2 separate regions of the Mus musculus genome follow, and region 1 is linked to region 2. Evidence: chromatin contacts called from public Hi-C data. All regions are on one chromosome and are shown on one strand. The core of a region is the stretch at or near the end of the contact, and the rest is flanking DNA. Distances in the headings are between cores, read along the strand shown. Region 1 overlaps Rgs6 (regulator of G-protein signaling 6). Region 2 has its middle 79 kb from the start of Sipa1l1.

Region 1 (5,389 bases), core at 2,378-4,877, 770 kb before region 2:
AGAGCATTGCAGTCACAGGAGCTCTGAGTTCCAGTTTATTTTAGATTGATCATGTGGTCATGTTGTAGCAAAGATGGCTCCATTTTATTTTAAAGTTTTAAAAATGTTTTACTTTTTACTTTTTATTTTTTTAGGAGATATAATCGTTGACTGTTAAGGCTCTTCCACAATGGGTAGAACCATTCTGTAACAGTCTGTCAAGCAATACATCCCCTACTTTATCTGCTTTCCTTTTCTTTCTGTCACCATGAACATGGTGACCTGAGAGAAGATTCAGGAGATGTGGGCTCCTTTCCCAGTAAGTGCTGTTGGTCACATGCCCAATTTCTCTGCAGCTCAGACTGTCTCTGAAAACAAGAGAATTAGAGAATAGACCTGTGATTCTAGACCCAGAAACCACGTTAGAATGCCTGAGATGCCTTAGCATTTAGTGATGCTGAGCCATACCCCAAAGCCATTGGGAGCTGGGACACTGACGACCTGCAGCCATGGTTAAGGGCCTCCAAGCTTTTTCAATCACTCACAGCCTTGATTCCCAGATTCCAGAATATCTCACCGTGGGCTCAATTACAGCTTCTCAATACCCCAAGGAAAGTGAGGGCCAAAATGTGCCAGATTGTCCCCTGTGGGGTGGTGGCTTGGAACTCTCAGGCAGAAGGGAAACTTGGAGAGGACATAGATGCAGTGTTTTCCAGGCTTGAAGGGTGGGCAGTATGATCTTCCAGGCTGGTCACTTGTTATTTGGTTAGCCCAGTCTTTGACCTCCATGGCTTCTTGTGGTGGTGAAGGTCTGCATAGCTGCCAAGTGCACTCCTAACTTGTCAAGGCTTAACCTTTGCCTATTGGCAGTTCATCTGGAAATTCTAAATGTTTCTCTAAGACAGCTGGGGAGAGAATGGGGATGGTATATTCCATAATATAGAGAGACTGCTGGAGAGGAAGGTGGAGAAGGTATATCCCATAATATACAGAGACTGCTGGAGAGGAAGGTGGAGAAGGTATATCCCATAATATGCAGAGACTGCTGGAGAGGAAGGTGGAGAAGGTATATCCCATAATATGCAGAGACTGCTGCTGGAGAGGAAGGTGGAGAAGGTATATCCCATAATATGCAGAGACTGCTGGAGAGGAAGGCAGAGAAGGTATATCCCATAATACACAGAGACTGCTGGAAAGGAAGGTAGAAGGTTTGCCTGTTTGTTTTCCACCCAGCACCCAGGATCTTTAGGAGGCCATACATTGTCAACATGGCTAAGCTAAACCACCTTCACCTGAGTGCCTCTCCTGAGTATCTTCAGGTAGGTGGAGCATGGACTGCATCAGTGACTGAGACCCAGAGGGCAGAAGGGAATCTTGTGGCTCAATCTATCTTATCTGCTGCTCACTTACTGGATGGTGGCAGAAGTTAGGACCGCCACCACTCTACTTCCCTGTCCCCAATGTAGCTCGTTTGATCCCTTCCCAGGTGTGTGCTTATCAGTGTGTTATAGAAGTCCGTGTTCTCTGCAGGGCACTAAGCAGATGGGAGACAGCCTTAACTGACAGGGCTCCCTGGCACCCATTCTATACCCTAGCTCAAGCCTTTTGCTCCTTGTCTTTCTATCCATTCCCCTTTCTACCAGCCTTTTGGACTTCAAGCTTCAATACTGTGTGATCAGATCAGCCTTGTGCAGACAGCAAGCACCCCCTCATCAGCTGCACCAGCTGAGGCACATTGTAAGGAAGGTGTTTTATTCAGGCCAAATGACTATCACGTAATATGGTTGTGAGAACAAATGCTCTAAAATGGACCCAAGGGGTCTTTAATCTAGAAGAGTAAAAAGGAGCTAGAAAGGGTTCTACAGAAAACTGGTTGTTATACTGTGTTGGTGGGAAAAAGAATAGCGCGGGCCATTGGCTGTGACTCATTTTATGTTATAGGCTCTGGGCAAGAGTTCAGGGAACTGAGAACAAAGTAGTCTCCAAGTCATTTATGGTTTTAATGGAGGAAGTATATTCACAAGGGACTAAGGTTAAAGGCGGTTCAAGATGAAGTGCACTGGCTCAAGAGACTTTGGAATACAGAAGAACAAGAGTGTTGTTTCCACAACTCAAGTCTACCAAGCCTGATAGGATTTGGGAATATTCATATTCTCTCTCTCTCTCTCTCCCTCTCCCTCTCCCTCTCCCTCTCCCTCTCCCTCTCCCTCTCCCTCTCTCTCTCCCTCTCTCTCCCTCTCTCTCTCCCTCTCTCTCTTTCCCTTCCTCCCTCCCTCTCTCTCCTCCCCTCTCCTCATCTCCCTCCCTGTCACCATCCCCTCCCCTTCTCCCCTATCTCCCTGTCTCTCTCCTTTCCCTCTCCTCTCCCCCCTCTCATTGTCCCCTTTCCCTTTCCTCCCTATCCCCTCTCCTGCCCCTCCCCTATTCCTCCCCCATTTTCACTGCTATTTCTGCTTTTCTGCTTAAACAGATACTGTGGTCTTTTAAAAATTCCCACTTGGCCATGTCACCCTCACTTGAAGCCCTCGACGTTTCCCCCCCACTGCGTTCAAGAGTCACGTCTCCCGGGCTCCGGCCTCACTCCTCCCAGTTTTTTGGCCGCAGCCTGGCTCATCCTCCCTGCCAGAGTCCTTTCCATAACGAGGACTTTGCATGAGATGCTGCCTGGTACGAGTTGCTTGAGTTGCTTTTCTCCCTGTTGTGACCAAAATGTGTCATAGCAGCGACTTATGGGAAGAGGAGTTTCTTTTGGCTCCTATTTCGGGGACTTTGGTCTATTGTAGTAGAGAAGGCAAGGTCAAGTTCATGGTAGCAGGAGCACGGCAGGAAGGCTTGTTCACACTGTGTGGGCCAGGAAGCAGAGAATGCAGACCGGAGCCAGAGCCAGAGCCAGAGCCAGAGAGCCAGAGCCAGAGAGCCAGAGCCAGAGAGCCAGAGCCAGAGCCAGAGCCAGAGCCAGAGCCAGAGCCAGAGCCAGAGCCAGAGCCAGAGCCAGAGCCAGAGCCAGAGCCAGGGATCACCTTCAAAGGCCTGTTCCCAGGGACCTGCTTCTACCAGCCAGGCCTTACCTCCTAAATGTTCCACAGCCTTCAAAAACAATACTGCCAACTAAAGACTAAGTCTTCAAATCATGACCCTGTGGGAGACATTTGAGACCCAAACAGTGACATGTTCCCTTGGCCTAGGTGTCTTCTTTCAGCCATCTCTCTTGTCTAGCCCCAACACATATGTCCTGTCTTGGCTTACTGCTCAGCCCTGTCTTCTCTATTATGGTACACTTCGCCCCTGAATACCACCAGGCATTCACTAAGTGTGTGATTTCATCCCTAACATTTCCTTCCATTGGACCCTACACTTCATATGGTTACCCTTGACTTGTTCTCACAGTATCTACCACCTTCTTCAGTAGCTGTTAACATTCCTTCTTGGCACAGGAAATATTAGCTCGATAAGTGAATAATTAAAGACACCAGACAGATGGAGGACATGGTGGAGAAGAATCAGAAGATGACAGAGGGCTGGAGGGATAAAGGAGCTGGAGAATTAACATCTGGCCTCTTGGAGGAGAGAGACTCACCAGCCCACTGTGGATGAAGCTGCACCCAGTTAGCTCAATGCCTTTCTTCATCAAAATACACGGGCAACTATTAAGTCACGTGTGTTGGATGCCCTCTGAGAGCAGGGCCAACGCCCCTTTGCCTTGGCCAATTACCGCTAATGACTTCTCAAACACGACAGCTGTTATTCTTAACTACTGAAGCAATCAGCCAAACCAGTGTTCAACTTTTCCCCCAATGTTTGAATCACTTTAAAATAAAAGTAGAAATTGGAAATGTAGCAGTGTCTTCAGAATAAATTAGTGAGGATCTGTGGGAGAGAAAAACAACTAACACTTATGTGAGATACGGCAACGCTTCCTTCCAAGGGCAATTTATATAAGCAAACCGTTTGGGGGGCTGGTTTTAGTTGACTGATTCACGAGTTTGTATTTGCAAGGTATGTCTCAATGCCAGCTTCTTCGTCTAGCTTAGGAGCCCAGCCTCCTAAACCCTGGACACCATCCTGCAGAACGAAGCTTGAGAATAGCTCTCGATGACTGATGTTTGCCTATAGCCCCAGAAAGGAAGAACCACTGATCTCAAAGGGTCTGCTTGCTATATCTTAGCCCTGGAATGAGAGCCAAAACACTTGGCTTGAGCTCCAGCCTCACTGGGAGATAGCTTTGAGACATTGGGAAGCTCATGCAGCCAACTTGTGGAAATCCAGACTCCTAGTGTTACATCATTGGATGAATCATTGGATGAGATCACAAAAGGCCTTGAACCCCAGTCTTCTGCTGTTTCTGAGGCTTTCTCATCCCTGCAGCGATCGTGTTGAGCCGCCTGGCTCAGACAAGCACCAAGACTCCTGGGAAGCCAGTGCAGATGCTGAATTCAGGGAACTACCACCTCTAGCCTCCCTCATTCCTCGCCCCTCCCCACCTCTAGCCTCCCTCATTCCTCACCTCTCCCCAGTCTTTTTTCCCCTCTGAACGTCTTTCACTCAGACATTCTAGATCTGAGGAGACCATTTCTTAGGTATGTGTCCTGGCTACTTTTGTGTCAACTTGACACAGGCTGGAGTTATCACAGAGAAAGGAGCTTCAGTTGAGGAAATGCCTCCATGAGATCCAACTGTAAGGCATTTTCTCAATTAGTGATCAAGGGGGAAAGGCCCCTTGTGAGTGGGACCATCTCTGGGCTGATAGTCTTGGTTCTATAAGAGAGCAGGCTGAGCAAGCCAGGGGAAGCAAGCCAGTAAAGAACATCCCTCCATGGCTTGTGTATCAGCTCCTGCTTCCTGGCCTGCTTGAGTTCCAGTCCTGAATTCCTTGGTGATGAACAGCAGTATGGAAGTATAAGCCGAATAAACCCTTTCCTCCCTAACTTGCTTCTTGGCCATGATGTTTGTGCAGGAATAGAAACCCTGACTAAGACAGTATGTGACAGCATTAGATCACATTTTTCTTCCAAGACAATTAAGATTTACAATGAAAAAAAATTTACAATGGACACTATGATACTATATCCTTCCTTCTTCCCAACAGACTGGTCAGCACTGCCATCTGGAGACACCACTGTCTCCTTTCACAGAGCTCCTGTGAAAAGCTGCTCTCAAGAACTATGGCTCTCTCTACCCTTTTGTTTGGTTTTCCTCAATGATAAAGACTGATATGTTGTCTTAAGGACTTCTTCAGTTTCCTACACTACGCTGAAGTCCTACACTACACAAGTGTGTGCTGTCCTTGAATTCCAGCTTTAAATTCCAGCTTGACTTTTAGTTAAATTTAAATTTTAATTCTAGCCTTGACTTTTAATTTGGGGATATGCAATGGAATTCAAAGAATTTATGAAAATCAACTCAACAGATT
Region 2 (5,308 bases), core at 2,091-4,590:
CACTCACCTACTCCATCTCAAAGTTTGCAGTAAATCTTGCTTGTGAGTCCAAATTGTAGCAATCTCTCAAAACCTAAATTTAAAAAAATTGTAAACTTTAGTATAATAGCTATTTTTAATTTTAGAAAATATGCAACTGTACTTTACAGTAAGTAAACAGCCAAAAAATATTATTAATAAAATTCTAATCCAAAACTTCCTTTAATTTCAATCTTTATGTGGAACTTTACACATTTAAATAAACATAGGCTAACCAACAGCCACTTTTATATAAAGAACCTACACTTAACCTGTCTAGACAGATATTTGATATCCCGGGGCCACATCCCAGGCAACCAGTTCAGAACACATCGGGAGGCCCTCAGGCCCAGGACCTGTAAAAAGTCTGCCAGAAGAGATACTGATAGTTCAGCCACCACCTGACTATGGGAGCCCACCTCCACCTCACACACAAGGGGTTGTTCTGAAGCAGAGATTCTCAGCAGGGTGTAATTCCATGCCCAGTGAAACCTTACAATCTAGAGCAATGTTAGTTTTCCTAACTAGAGAAGTGACATGGGATTGTCACCAGGGATGGTACTAGCCCCCCCAAAAAGAATTGCCTAGCCCAAAGGAGAAATAAATAAGACTGAGAAACCTCCTTCCAAAGCAACTGATGTTCTGGCTTATAGAATTTAGAATTTCTACAATTCTGGGAGCTGAGGGGACAACCCTGTCAATAAAGCGATCACCACCGAAGTAATAAGGACCCAAGTTTGATCTCCAGCACCTACATGAATGCCAGGCAAGGTGGTATATGCTTGTACTTCCAGAACTAAGGAAGGGGAAACAGGCAAATGGATGGGCTCACTGGCCAGCCAGCCTACCCTAATCATAGGTCCCACTGAGACCTCATCTCAAAATCAAAGTAAAGATCTCCTGAGGAATGTCCTCAAGCCGACACTCTCATGTATGCACACACACGTACACACACTAACATAAATGTCCTCAAGCCAACACTCTCATGTATGAACACACTATACACATACTAACATATACACCCAAGGGAATTCTGTAATTCGTTTCTGCTTTATTTTATATTATGTGAGTGTCTTGTTAATTGTACGTCTGTCATCATTTCAGTGCCTAGTGCCTGCAGAGTCCAGATAAGGATACTGGATCCCCTGGAACAGCTGTTAACTGCCATATGGGGACTGAGAATTGAACCTGGGTCCTCTGGAAGAACAACCAGTGCTTTTTAACCCAAGTCATATCTTTAGCTCCTAAACTCTATATTCCAAATACTGCTCATTTGAGACAGATAAACTCCCAACCACAGCCATAAAGTACTTTCTATGAAAGTTATGTTTCTATATATTACTCATTAAAAAATACAGATTCATTCTAATATCATTAACCGGAAAAAAGGGGTTGTTTGTTTTGGTTTGCTTTGCTTTGCTTTAATTTGGTTTAGTTATTTCTAAACACTGTCTGACTATGAAACCTTAGCTAGTTTAGATCTCAGTATGTAGAATATGCTGGCCTGGACAGGAACTTAACCAAATCTGCCTGCATCTGCCTGTCTCTAAGTGCTTAGATTCAAGGTGTTCACCAATATTCATGGTCCTAATCATTTGGAATAAATGTTTCAAACATTCCCAAAAATCTTTGAATCAAACTATGTTTCTAAAAGCATCCCAAGAAAGGAATTTTCTCCTCGTTTGCTGAGGTTAAACCCTACTTCAAACTCTTCCCAGTAATAAAGAATGAAGCCTAAAAACAGTGATAATAGCCAAAGCTGAGTCTTACTCATGTAACCCCTAGGTCCTGATGAGACAAGGATTTCTTCTGTCCAGCCTGCCGTCCTGCACAGTAAGAGTGCCAGCCTTCATTCACCAAGCACAAAAAGACTTTTAAGCTAACTTCAATTTTACATTCAAATCAGGGTTTACCCAGATATTATGTGTCCGAGTACCGTGACGTTATAGAACTCAGCAGAGGAGAGCTGGAGAGGGGCCTGCAACGGTCTTTCCTGCGCTGCCACAGCTAAAAGGCACAGACAGCTCTAGACACAACCTGGGAGAGAAAGAGCCGGGGAAGGGGCCCTGAGTCACACAGCCGGAGAGGAGACGTGCCTTTCCAGGAGCCTGGCCTCTGTGGTGTAGAATACACCCACAGAATGAGGAAAGATAGCCACTAACACTCAAAACAGACGCTCTGTTTTGTTAGTCTTCATGACCTGAGCTATAACTAGCTAACTGCATAAACAAGGCATACCTGGCAGCCAACTCGCACTGATAAAACACTTGGTACAAGAAGAAACATGCCAGCTCAAAAAGAATATGACACAGGAACACACAGATGCCAACAGAAATGTTCCCTTTAGACTGGATGAAGCTTCCAGATGAAGCAAAGCAGACCCTGTATGAATAAAAGCTGACATTTTGCCTCAGATCTCGGTGATGCACATGAAGTGCAGACTCAACCACCACAAGCTGGCATGGCTAAATGGGCCCAGGCGGCAGGCAGAGGTGAACAGAGACACTCACAGCCCAAGGGACAGAAAGGCTGGGGCTCCCAGCAAACCTGTGGTAGGTGGCAGGACCTCAGGACAAGTCATGAACCAGACCCTCAACAAGTGTTACTGAGGAATATGGAGCCTAAAGACCAGGATGGCATGGGCAGGGCCAACACAGGTCCTAGAGACAAGGCTCTCCCGTGAGCACAGGGGCTCACAGCACCACCACAACAGGAAGGACCCCATCAAGAGCGAAAACTAAAGCCAGGTCAAAGCCTAGTTCCTGATCAAGGAGAAACAAGAAAAAGGGGGCCTGAAGGGCAGAGCCACAGCTGCCACCATGGAGACTCAGGAACTGCAGCGCACCATTTGCAATGTAACCCTGACCCCCTGCACACCCTCCCCACTTTTTTCTGGACTTAAACTGGTCTTTATATCAAACTCATAATAAAATATCAAACATAAACACTTCTTTTTTGTTGTTTGTTTTTTCCACTCTCAGCAATAAAATATATTCTTTCCAAAAAAGAAAGGTTGTTCAATTTCCTGTCAAAAGCAATCTGGAGAAGGCCACCTACACTGTAAAGGCAGCTAGAGGAAAATAGCTACAGAAAAGCCTGCGTGTGTGGGCGGCGCTGAGTGCCGTGGAACTAGCACTCTGGTTGTTAAAGGCGCTTTTCCTTGATCATTCCGAGAAATATGAAAATTAGTCAGGCTGACTGCCACAGAGAAGCTTGTCCTCTAGCCTACCCAAGGAGAACAGAACCTGTGGCAGGCTTCAGCCTCGCCAGGGAGGAATGTCAGGGGGAGTAGTTTCATGTCTTCAGCAACAGTTTTCTGTATCCTGGAGGGAAGGCATAATCTGACAGCTTAAGGTAATGCTGTCAGAGAACGGTAGCCATGGTCATGTGACTGTGACCCTTGTTGCTATATCCCACACTCCATCTGAATCACAAATCTCTAAACCAAGATCTCTTCCCAAATGTCCACTCCTAAAGCTTTGGGGACTAACCACTCAGAATACAAACGTGCTCTTGAGTTCGCCCCACCATCACATCTCTCTGACCCCACACATCCCTTCTGCAAAGTTTAGACAGGCAACCAGTGGGCCCAGCACTTTAAAACACAAACTCAGACTGGCAGCCGGTTCTTTGATTGCAAGCACCGCATCCACCATCTCAGCACTGCCTGGGACTTAGCTCCAGGACGCCTGACTCTTCTGGCCTCTGTAGGCACCTGCACTCATGTGCACACTCATGTACAGACACATAACCAAAAACAAATGTGTTTAAAGTAAACATAAGACCTGGGACACGCTCAGAACTGAAGTAGATGCAGTGTGGTGGGGACAGTAAACTCAAGAAAACAGTGCATACAATGTAACTTAAAACATGGAATCTCTGTCTACACTGTGACAATGTAATTTACATAAGCCATGCTTCCCATTCAAAGAAACAACTTCCACAAAGGCAAGACAGAGGTGAAACAATGATCCTAAAAGACTGCACAAATGATACACCAGTAACTACTAACAAGCCTGCAGACCCAAAGACAGACAGACCAGAAGAAAGCCGTGTGGCAGGCCAGCTGCCAGCAAACGAGGACATCAAGCCTGTAAACGGTTTGTGTGATAAACTAACAGTTCTGAGCTAGTCAACCAACTCAAGGGCTTTGCCTGGTTTTACTCAGTAAATTCTGATAAACCTAAAATAACTTTTTTCCCTGGACACCTGACCACAAACAGTCAATGACTATAAGGGCTGACTGACAAGTACTTCCTACAAACACCAGCTTTCGCCTATAAAGTGTCACAGCTGTGACTATCAGAACCCAGAATGTAGCACTGATATAAAGACCATGATCTACCTCAGAGGCCATGTCTACCTTCCTCTAACTACTCTAATAATGTCTATTTTAATAAATGGACCCAATCCAGAACCTTGCACTATGCTTACGACCCCTCGTCTCCCTGCTCCTGTGGTCACGGCAATGGGGACGATTCCTGGCCCAGTTTGTGCAACGTGCCCTTGATTTGTGTCCGTTTGATAGCCCCTTGCGATTAGGTTATGTAGATTTTCCACAGGAATGCGACCTATACCAGAGCTCCTCTGACCGCACTGTCAGGTGGAACACAGCTTCTAAGTCTAAAATATGGCAATTGAGCTCATACTTCTTAGCTGAGGTAGTAGCTGTCAGAATTCCAAACAGGAAAGCTACTGTCTTCCCTTTCATGATTGTTAATTAGTGGGTGACACTTTAAGACTATACAGAAGGCTGGAGAGATGACACTTGCTGTCCTTGAACAGACCTGGGTTTGTTTCCACAGCCACACAATGACTCTAGTGTCAAAGGGTCTGAGGCCTTCTTCTGTCCTCTGTAGGTACTCAGCACATACATACATGCAGACACACATACACATTTGAAAAATAAGACTGCATAGGTACTGTATTTTTCAACAAATGGTCAATACTTATATTGATACTCCACTATTGCCTTCCACATAGTGAGAAAACAGTATTTAGACGCCAAGACCAGAGTGCTTTCTACAAAAGGAGCGCTGCTGTCTCCAAGCCTTCGAAGGGACAAGAAGCATCACATACACATGTGCACACTTATTACTGTGTTTCCTGACTTTTCTATGCCACCGAAAACCTATACCTTGAGTTCTAATCCAACACCTCAGGCTCACCACCCAACTGCCCACCTGTCCCTTCCCTGTGAGAGTGTTACAACTGACTCTCACAGACCAAAATATACTTATATAAGAACCCATTCCTCCACCACATACCAGGCAGTGCCACCTCTACTACC

The links. A called contact is a pair of places that touch in the nucleus more often than the background predicts.
Region 1: a contact with region 2 is called in a Hi-C map of cortical neurons, with 4 times the contacts expected there. The contact joins two enhancer-like sites. A contact is called at or near these places in 2 of 484 Hi-C or Micro-C datasets (cortical neurons and liver).

The regions. Positions count from the first base shown.
Region 1 is chr12:82,997,704-83,003,092 of GRCm38.p6, reverse strand. All of the region lies in intron 3 of Rgs6 (regulator of G-protein signaling 6), which reads right to left. It overlaps Gm31308 (a long non-coding RNA gene), which reads left to right. Exons shown (of 2, transcript XR_381770.3): 2 at 3,414-3,816. Among named protein-coding and RNA genes, the nearest start is that of Gm31308, 4.2 kb to the left of the region's middle. Within about 2 kb of position 3,627, at least 19 of the 459 cell types and tissues checked have an H3K27ac peak or open chromatin away from gene starts, as enhancers often do. A contact at or near this core is called in cortical neurons, where this site is marked.
Region 2 is chr12:82,229,228-82,234,535 of GRCm38.p6, reverse strand. It overlaps a transcript of Sipa1l1 not described here. Among named protein-coding and RNA genes, the nearest start is that of Sipa1l1, 79 kb to the left of the region's middle. Within about 2 kb of position 3,340, at least 40 of the 459 cell types and tissues checked have an H3K27ac peak or open chromatin away from gene starts, as enhancers often do. A contact at or near this core is called in cortical neurons, where this site is marked.